Regions from separate parts of the Mus musculus genome. Here all the other regions are linked to region 1. The links are chromatin contacts, called in public Hi-C and HiChIP or PLAC-seq maps. All regions are on one chromosome and are shown on one strand. Each heading gives the region's core, a stretch centred on a gene start, on an enhancer-like site or on the middle of the called end of the contact. The rest is flanking DNA. Distances are from core to core; before and after follow the strand shown. Region 1 holds the start of Chn1 (chimerin 1). Region 2 overlaps Chn1 (chimerin 1). Region 3 overlaps Atf2 (activating transcription factor 2).

Region 1 (2,885 bases), core at 174-2,673:
CAGATTGGATCAGCAGAGATACTATCATGGCTGTAAAATCTGTCCAACAAAGCCTTCTTGAATTTTCATTTATCTTGATGAACTGTAATTTTTTTTTCTCAAGAAAAAAAGGGAGGAGTGCATAAAATCAAAAGGAGATTATTGAAAATAATGTTGTAAAATGTTGGTGATTCCAAGAAATATTTTTATACCAGTAGCTAATGAAAATCTATTTAATGTAAGATCAGGTGCCTAGACGTTTGTTCACTCAGGCTGATTATTTTAATATTTCTTTCTTTTTTGAGTTAACTGGCTTGAAACAAAAGGCTTGGCTCCTCCTTTCTACCGGCTTTTCTTCTTTTCTGATGCTTGAGTGTGCTGTGAAATGATGATTGATTAGCTGCACTCTGTTTGAGGTAGTAATTAGCGTTTTATAAAGATTTGATTCCTGAGATATATTAAATAACACAATAACTAGTTGAAATTTAGAGAAAAGAGGAAAAATGACACCAGGGAACGCGAGGAGCCTGCAAAACAAGAAGTGCACGCAGGAGAAAATGAGGACTGAAGATTAAACAAACACGATTACACACCCAAACACTAACAAACCCTAGACAGAGAAAGTAGGAGGGAAAAGGACTATTTTTATACAGAACAAAGGTAGCAACGAGAAATAAAGTGAAAAACATCACAGTTGAGCCTTTAAAAAACAAACAAACAAAAATCCAAACCCTCAAGCGTTGGATGCCCTCTCGCTAATTAAGGCGACGACAAGGCGAGTAGAAAACACCAGAGCTAGAGACAGTGCCTGTGATTGTCAGATAAAACCCAAAAGCTCCGGGGAATCTTTTGTGGCAGAGACTCGCCAGGCAGCGAGGAACGCTGATGTTTCCCTTAGACAACATCCACAAGGTATAACGTAAAAAAAAAAAAAAAAAAAAAAAAAAAGACACAGTGGCTTTAAGCACCTGCCTTCTAACAGTTATTTTAGATAATTCCCGATGCATTTCAATTACCCGATTCCGGGTATACAGATCGGAAACAAGAGGGGCTCCACCAACCCAAGGGAATGTTAGCAGCATTCACAGGCAGGGACCGCTCGCCGGTTAACCCTGAGGGCGCCGGCAGGAGCTCTATCCTCAGACGAACCCTGGTCCTCAGGAGACCCCGCCTGCCCGCGAGCCCGAGCATCCTCCGCTCTGCTCTCTCATCCCATCCCATTCAAGAAAAATCCCGGGATTTCAGGAGCTGCACCCGCTTAGCCCGGGGCGGCTGTTGCCGTCGCCCCGGGGGTGCGCCTGTTGGGCTTGGGGTGGGGGGCGCAGCCTCACTCTAGGCGCGGCGGATGGGGCGCGTCCCCGTGGGCCGTGCGCGCGCCCGTTGCCATGGTAACGCGCGCTCGGCCGCCCGAGGGGCTGGCGGGAATGCGGCGCGCTCTGGCAAGATGGCGTCGGCGAGGTCGCGGGGTGCGCGGTGAGCGCCGGCCGCCGTCGCTCCGCCCGGCCGGTCGCGCCTCAGGTCCGCCCGCCCGCGCGCGCCCCGCGGGCCCATGGCGGCGACAGGTGCGGGCGCGCGGCGGCTTGCCGGGCTGCCGCGGGCCGGGCGCGCCCCTCGCTAACGCGCGCGTAACTTTTCCTCGCTGCGGCCCCCCGCGGCCTCCGCGCCACGCCCCCCGGGCCGCCGCCCCGCCGAGGTGCCGTCTGCCGGCCGCCGCGGGAGCGAGGAGCGCTGGGCGGCGCGGCTCCACCATGGCTCTGACCCTGTTCGGTGAGTGCCGTCCCCGGCTCCCCGCCGCGGGTGGGCCGCGCCCCGGAGTCGCGTGCGGGCTTGGGGGGGCGCGGGGCGGGCGGGCCGCCTTGTCGGGGCTCCTGGAGCGCGGCCCCGCGCGCCGCTCCCATTGTCTCCTCTCAGGCAGGGCAATGGGCGTGAGCTCCCGGGCCAGTCCTGGGGTCGGGGTGAACACACCGTGCCTCTCTCACATACCAACTTGAGAGGGAAGTTGGCTAGTTGTTTGCAAACCAATTTTCCCTAAGTCGGTAAATAAAGATCCTGGAAAGTTTATTATTATTATTGTTATTATTATTTTGAATAAGATGCGAGAGCATCCCTAGCTTCTCTAGAATTGCCCCGTCCGTGTGTTGCTTCCTGTTGGATTGTTGGGCATTTTGGGGGGACTTGGTACATTGCATTGGAAACAAGAATAATATGTGAACCTAATTTGTTATTGGTTAAAATGTGTGCTCTGAGGAAAGAGGGCAGAAGAAAGTTGGTTACTGTAAGGTAACTGTATTGTTTGGGAAGTGATATTTTGTGGATGTAGTTACTTAACACTATTGTTTCAATGGCTAAGACAGTTTGCAATGACAGTGGGTTGGGGGAAAAGCACTGAAAAGGGACATTTCTTTTTCTTTTACAAAAAACAGACCTTGGTACATCATTTCAAGAGAACTCAGTATGTCAAAACTTAGATTTGCAAAGAATTCAGTTTTTCAAAGTAGGAAGGTGCAATGATGTATTAGGAATAACCTATTATTAATATCCAAGCACATTTCTCACAAGTTATTCGGCATATCCAGTTTCCAGTTAAGTTTTAATTATGTCATCTGACCAGGCACAGTTATGTTGTCACATACCATAAATGCTTTTTGTTGTAAATACCTCCAAGTGAATTCAGCTGCTGGCATCAGTTACTTCTGTTTCTTCTTTCTCTGGAAAATAATATCTTTACTTTACCTTGTATTTAATCTGCATTATTTAATGGAAATGGGGACTTTTTTGTACAAAGGTTACAAATGCTATAAGACTGTACCCTTAGCTTATATTTTCTTTAGAAGCAATGGCTGTGGCTGGTTAGCAACTGTTGCAGCGAATGCACAGCAGTAAGATTTCCAGAGGAAATCTTCAGA
Region 2 (2,885 bases), core at 176-2,675, 120 kb after region 1:
TGGCATAGAAGGGCACTGCCTCTGGTACACACGTGCAGTCAGCTACTGTGGGAAACAGAACAGTTTCCATGATAGCCCGTCATGTGGTCTGCCTGCAGTGCTCTCTCAGTGGAGTGTTTTCCCAGTGACCTCCGCCTCACCAAAGCCTCCTTTCCCTGTGCTTTGCCTCTTGAGCTGCTTCTTACGTAATGCTGCTCGGTGCAGAGTGCACAGCTGTCAGATCTTATTTCGGGGTGAATGCAAGAGCACCGGTTACCTTTGGTGCAAGCACTCACCAAGGAGGGAGCCATTCAGAGCAGCTGTACCCTGTGACTGGGGATTTGTAGGAGAAAGTGAAAAAATGGATTCTACTGTTATGTAACCTTCTCCTCTCCTCCCGACCCCTCCTCTCCCTCTCTCACTCTCTTTCCCTCCCTCCCCTCTGTTGTTCTTACATCATAGAAAGGCTACTATATCTTAGGAGGCAATCATTTTAGCTGTAAAGATACCACATTCTGTAGAAGTTTGGTAAGATGTCAGTATAAATTTGAGCATAATTCCAAAAGAACTAGAGGGATTCTAGATGTTTTTACCAAAAAGTAAAATGAAGCAAATCTTGCAAGAGATATGATTTGAGTATTAGACATGTAGACCCATATGATAACATCACATAGAACCCATAATTTGTAGGTTTTTATTTATAATTGACATATAAATGTGTATGTGTATGTGTGTGTGTATATATATGTACCATGTGATGTTTCTATAGGTATATGAACTTTAATTAATATGAAAATTGAACCTATTTCTAACTAATCAAATTCTTTTAAGAGTTATTCTATTCTGAGCTGATGAGATGTCTCCGTAGGTAAAGGTACTTTCTTGGCTCCTGGCTGAGGATTTTATCTCTGGGACCTACATGGGAGAAGTAGAGAACCAACTGTATGCCATAGTACCTGTGCTCCTAGAAACACACACTAAATAAAGCGAATCTTTTAAAATTTTAAAGAGAATTACTCTGTCCTAATACCACATGTAGAGAAAACAAAAATTAAAAAATATATCAAAAGCAAAACAGAAGCAGCCCTCCACAGTCATTGGTTGCATCCTCCTTCTAAGACTCTGGGAAGGACTGGAGACTCAGCCTTTGCCTTCAGGCATTTGCTTGTGACATGGACCATTGCCTAATTGGCCCAAATGCCTAATCTCTCTAAACCTCTCTTTCTATGGCAGAAAACTTAGTTCCTGGTCTATGTAGGTACATGGTAGCCACTACTTATTAAGACATATTATCTATAACTGTTTTTTTCTGGATTTATATCAATTAATTCATTTCTATAAAGGAGTGATTAAATCCTGGCCTTCCTCCTAGCATAGATCACAGCGTGGTGGAGAGTCTTGGATGACCCTGGGGGGTTCCATTCAGCTCCTGGGCTGAGTGGGGTTTACATAAGAGCCCTTGAGTATTTTCTGTACAACAGAGTACAATGAAATCCTCTGTTTGCAAGAGAAGATACAGGCAGTGGCTTCCAAAATGCAAATTGTGGTAGAATTCAAATAGCACCATAACAGGAGGCTTCCATAATAAGGTTAGTGATCAGGACCTCTGAAATGTAGAAGTAGTAAGTACCTGGCCAGCAGGCAGTGTCCTGCTGCTTGGCAACCAGAGGGCAGCAGCGGCCACACTCCTGATGAAGGAAGGGGTCTTTCCTCTCCTCCTGGGACACACAGATCCAGGCCCTCTGCTCTTTGATTGATACATATCGAGAGGAGTTTTGTTTGCTTCTCTTTCGCTGCACTGAAATTCTATGTTCAGTGACAGTGTCTCCTCACTTCCTTTTGCTGTGTACCCACTAAACGTCTTACCACCTTCTCCCTCATTCTAATCTTTTTCCCCTTTTTGCCATATGTGGGAAAATGCTGGCAACTGGTACACGTTTAATAGGTGTTGACTGAATGACTGACTGAGTTAGTATACAGTGTGACATAGTGGACCTGTTGTTTTGAAACCAAGTCTTATAACAACAGAAAAATCTCAATACAAAATACATTCTGAAAAGACATTCTTAAGACCTGTGTTCTTTTATATTAATAAAACTTACATACGTTTGAAAAATGAAATGAAAATTCTGATAACATCATGATAACATTTTTTTAAATTTGAAGACAGAGTCTAACTATATAGCCTAGGCTGGCCTTGAACATATTATGTAGTCCAGGTTGGCCACAAAGCCCAGATTCTTCTGTCTTAGCTTCATTAATATGGTTATCATAAAGTATCTTATTAAGCTTTTGTATTATCCTTTATGGGTATGAACATGGAGTATCCAACATGAGATTTTAAAGGAATAGTTTTTCTGCAAATAAGAGGTTAAAAGGAACTGCAATGTGTATTTTATATTAAGCACATTCCCCCTCTCTTCACTTTGAATGTGGGCCAAAGAAGACAAAAATAGCCAAGATCAGTACATAATGGGGTTCTCTCTGCCTCTGCACTCAGACAAGAAAAGGACTGATGAGCAGAAACTGGGAGGTTGGAAAAAATGGCCTATAAGGTCCCTGTAAGACTTCATTTCTGTTGCTACCCGGCACAGTGCTTCTCAGGTGCTGTGAGAGTCAAAAATAGTGGTCACACCTGCCTCTGCCTCTGCCTCTCTGCCTCTCTCTCTGCCCCTTTCTCTCTGCCTCTCTCTGCCTCTCTCTCTGCCCCTTTCTCTCTGCCCCTCTCTCTGCCCCTCTATGCCTCTCTCTTCCCCTCTCTTCCCTTCTCTCTGCCACTCTCTCTTCCCCTCCCTGCCTCTCTGCCTCTGCCTTCTGGAATGCTTGCTGCCCTTCTCTGCCCTGGCCTCTGCAGCCCCAGCACTGCAGCCCTCTCATCTCACTCCTTGCTGATGGTTTAAATGTTT
Region 3 (2,885 bases), core at 237-2,736, 85 kb before region 1:
ATAAAGAAAATGCTGATTATATAACAGGAATGCTGTGATTTGATTGGATCCCCCCCCCCGAAATTTATGTATTGAAAACTTAACCTCTAAAGTAATATGTTAATATACTTGAGGAGGTGGAGCCATTGTGAAGTGTTTAGGATCTCACAACTTTAGACCTTACAACCTCCAGAGTAGTGAGGCAAGAACAGGGTGTCAAATCCCCCAGGAACAAGAGTGACAGATGGTTAGTCACCATGAGGGTGCTGGTAGCAGAACCTGGATTCTCTGGAAGAGCATCAAGTGTTATTAATCACTGAGAGTTTTTTTTTAGCCCCTTGTTTACTTCTTATTTATCATTATTGTAGGAGGTACATGTGTCATGTACATGTGTGGAAGTTAGGACATAGGACTTGGTATCTTTTTCTAACTACCTGCATGTGCTTTCTGAGAATGGAATTCATTTCATAGCAAGTTCCTTTATTTCCCCTGCCCAGATGCCATTTAAAGTAGCTTGGTGAGGAAATGTTTCTGGTCGTGTGACAGTTGGATCAAATTTGACAATTGGACAAATAAAAAAAAGAAACTACATATTTCTATTGTGGCTGAAGTATAAAATGATTAATGAGGAGCTCAGAGAGATAGGGAAAAAAATCTTTTTTTTTTAAAGATTATTTTATGTATATGGGTACACTGTAGCTGAACAGATGGTTGTGAGCCTTCATGTGGTTGTTGGGAAATGAATTTTTAGGACCTCTGCTTGCTCTGGTCGACTGTGCTTGCTCAGTCCCTGCTTGCTCCGGGCCAAAGAATTTTTTATTATGATACATAAGTATATTGTAGCTGTCTTCAGGTGCACGGGTGTTAGATCTCATTACCAGTGGTTGTGAGCCACCATGTGGTTGTTTGAACTAAGGACCTTCAGAAGAACAGTCAGTGCTCTTAACCACTGGGCCATCTTGCCAGCCCCTGGAAAAAATCTTAACTGTAGAATGTATGTTGGTTTATTCACAGAGCAATATGAAGCAAGAAAACTAGAAGATAATAATGGTCAAAATGAAAGATGGACGCACAAGAAATAGACTTTTATATCTGATTTGGAGCTGTAGTTTACACACATTTTTTAAAAGTTAAGAGTAAAAAGTAAAACCTTAAATTCTTTGAAACTAAAATTTAGAGTATGATTTTCATTCCCACTGACTAGATTTACTCTCTGGTAAACCAAATTTACTTTTTAGGATTTGGTACAAAGTTAAAGAAGAGATATGGGTAGTAATTGACTTCGTGTGCTTATCTGTGGGTGGGCACCTGCATGTCATGGTGCACATTTGGAGGTCAGAGGACAGTTTATAGGAGTCAGGCTCTTCTAGCATATGCTGTCAGACTTGGCAGCAAAGACTTTTCCCTGGTGACTCATAATGTTAGAAGCTTTTACTCCATGCTCAGTTAACCCTGTTTCTTAGAGCCTGTATATCAAGGGAAGTATAAAACAAGACAGTATTGAAAGGGAAGGCGGAAGCTAGAGCAAAACTTAACTACTCACATCAAAGAATGCAGACACACCCAGTCCCCTTCAAGGTCATACCCCAAATGGCTGAGGGACCTCTCCAGGCCCACGTATGACTCAGGCTCCACCATTTCCAATGCTAACACCCTGAGAAGAATCCTTTGGATTTTTTTAGGGATATTGGAACTCTAAACCATAACTACAGATAACGCATTGCTTCTAGAAGCAGTCTTTGGAAAGTAACCAGCTTTGCCATATTGTTCAATAAGTCATTCTTGGAAACGGCCTCAAAAAAAGCCCTAACTTTTTTTCTGCTTAAAATAGAATGGCTGCTCTTATTTTGTGTGTGATCCCTTCTTAATATACACTTTTTAAAAATTAGAAGTATTACTTTTAGTTACATGTATATGTGTCGGGGGTGGGGAGATTGGGTTGGGTTGTTAGTACATTGTCCTTGGAAGCAAAAAAAAAACCTGCATTGGGTTCCCTGGAGCTGGAGTGAGAGACAGTTTAACCCATCCAACCTGCTAGGAACCAAACTCAGTCTTCCCCAAGAGCATTAAGCACTTTTAATTTTTTTTTTAATTTTATGTATATTAGTGGATTGTCTGTGAACCACTTGTATGCCTTCTTCAATGAGGTCAGAAGAAGCAACTGTGGTTATAGATGGTTGTAATCTGCCACATGAATGATGAGAATCAAACTTGGGTTTTTTGCAAGTATATCAAGTGTTCTTTACAACTGAGCCATCTCTTCAGCCCCAGCATTAAATACTTTTAAACTATAAGCTATCTCTACCCCACACCCAGTTTTAGACATGATCTTAATTCCATACATATATAACCAACCTTGCCTGGGCTCACTCTATAGACTACTAGACTGGCTTCAAAGTCAACAGAGATCCACTTACCTCTGCCTCCTAAGTGTTGGGATTAAAGGTGTGTGCCATCATACCTGCAGTACTAACACATGAGATTTTTAAAAAGTCTTTTTAAAAAAGAATTAATTTATATATTTTTATGTGTATTATGTATGTGCTTGCTTGAGATTATGTGCAACATGTACATGCTGCAGTCTTAGAAACCAAAAGATATCCTGGAACTGAGTGAGTTTGTTTTGTTTTGTTTTTTTGTCTTCTTTTGTTTTAAATAAAAAGCAATGTATTTAAGTTTGTTTAAGTAGAAGAAAAAGAGTCAGTAGCTAAAAATTAGAATATATGTTTGTATGTGTACCATAAGAAATTATTTAAGAGAATTTCCTAACATTAAATTTATAGTATTTGTTAGTAAGTTATGCATTTGAGCCTCTATGCATGGCTAAGCATGGTTTTAAGTTGTTGTGTTCTACTAGAGCTTGTCCTATCATTTGCTCCTTTTTCTATTATGATCTCTGAAATTAA

The links. A called contact is a pair of places that touch in the nucleus more often than the background predicts. HiChIP or PLAC-seq counts read pairs in DNA pulled down with a chosen protein or histone mark.
Region 2: a Hi-C map of forebrain shows a contact between it and region 1, with 2.4 times the contacts expected there. The contact joins the enhancer-like site here to the promoter of Chn1 in region 1. A contact is called at or near these places in 1 of 39 promoter capture datasets (stem cell-derived epiblast-like cells), 1 of 484 Hi-C or Micro-C datasets (forebrain), 2 of 115 datasets of contacts at active chromatin or transcription factors (embryonic hindbrain and embryonic stem cells) and 3 of 9 other capture datasets (adipose tissue, liver and pancreatic islet).
Region 3: a contact with region 1 is called in an H3K27ac HiChIP or PLAC-seq map of embryonic stem cells, with 7 read pairs. The contact joins the enhancer-like site here to the promoter of Chn1 in region 1. A contact is called at or near these places in 2 of 39 promoter capture datasets (maxillary cranial neural crest and second pharyngeal arch cranial neural crest), 3 of 484 Hi-C or Micro-C datasets (embryonic stem cells, nephron progenitors and stem cell-derived neural stem cells), 1 of 115 datasets of contacts at active chromatin or transcription factors (embryonic stem cells) and 2 of 9 other capture datasets (adipose tissue and pancreatic islet).

Annotation. Positions count from the first base shown.
Region 1 is chr2:73,773,884-73,776,768 of GRCm38.p6, reverse strand. Chn1 (chimerin 1) reads left to right here and starts at 1,423. Exons shown (of 13, transcript NM_001113246.2): 1 at 1,423-1,746. The coding sequence starts at 1,728.
Region 2 is chr2:73,654,636-73,657,520 of GRCm38.p6, reverse strand. The region is part of intron 7 of Chn1 (chimerin 1); the gene reads left to right. Among named protein-coding and RNA genes, the nearest start is that of Chn1os3, 60 kb to the right of the region's middle. Within about 2 kb of position 1,425, at least 16 of the 459 cell types and tissues checked have an H3K27ac peak or open chromatin away from gene starts, as enhancers often do. A contact at or near this core is called in forebrain, where this site is marked.
Region 3 is chr2:73,858,897-73,861,781 of GRCm38.p6, reverse strand. The region is part of intron 5 of Atf2 (activating transcription factor 2); the gene reads left to right. Among named protein-coding and RNA genes, the nearest start is that of Gm10822, 32 kb to the left of the region's middle. Within about 2 kb of position 1,486, at least 41 of the 459 cell types and tissues checked have an H3K27ac peak or open chromatin away from gene starts, as enhancers often do. A contact at or near this core is called in embryonic stem cells, where this site is marked.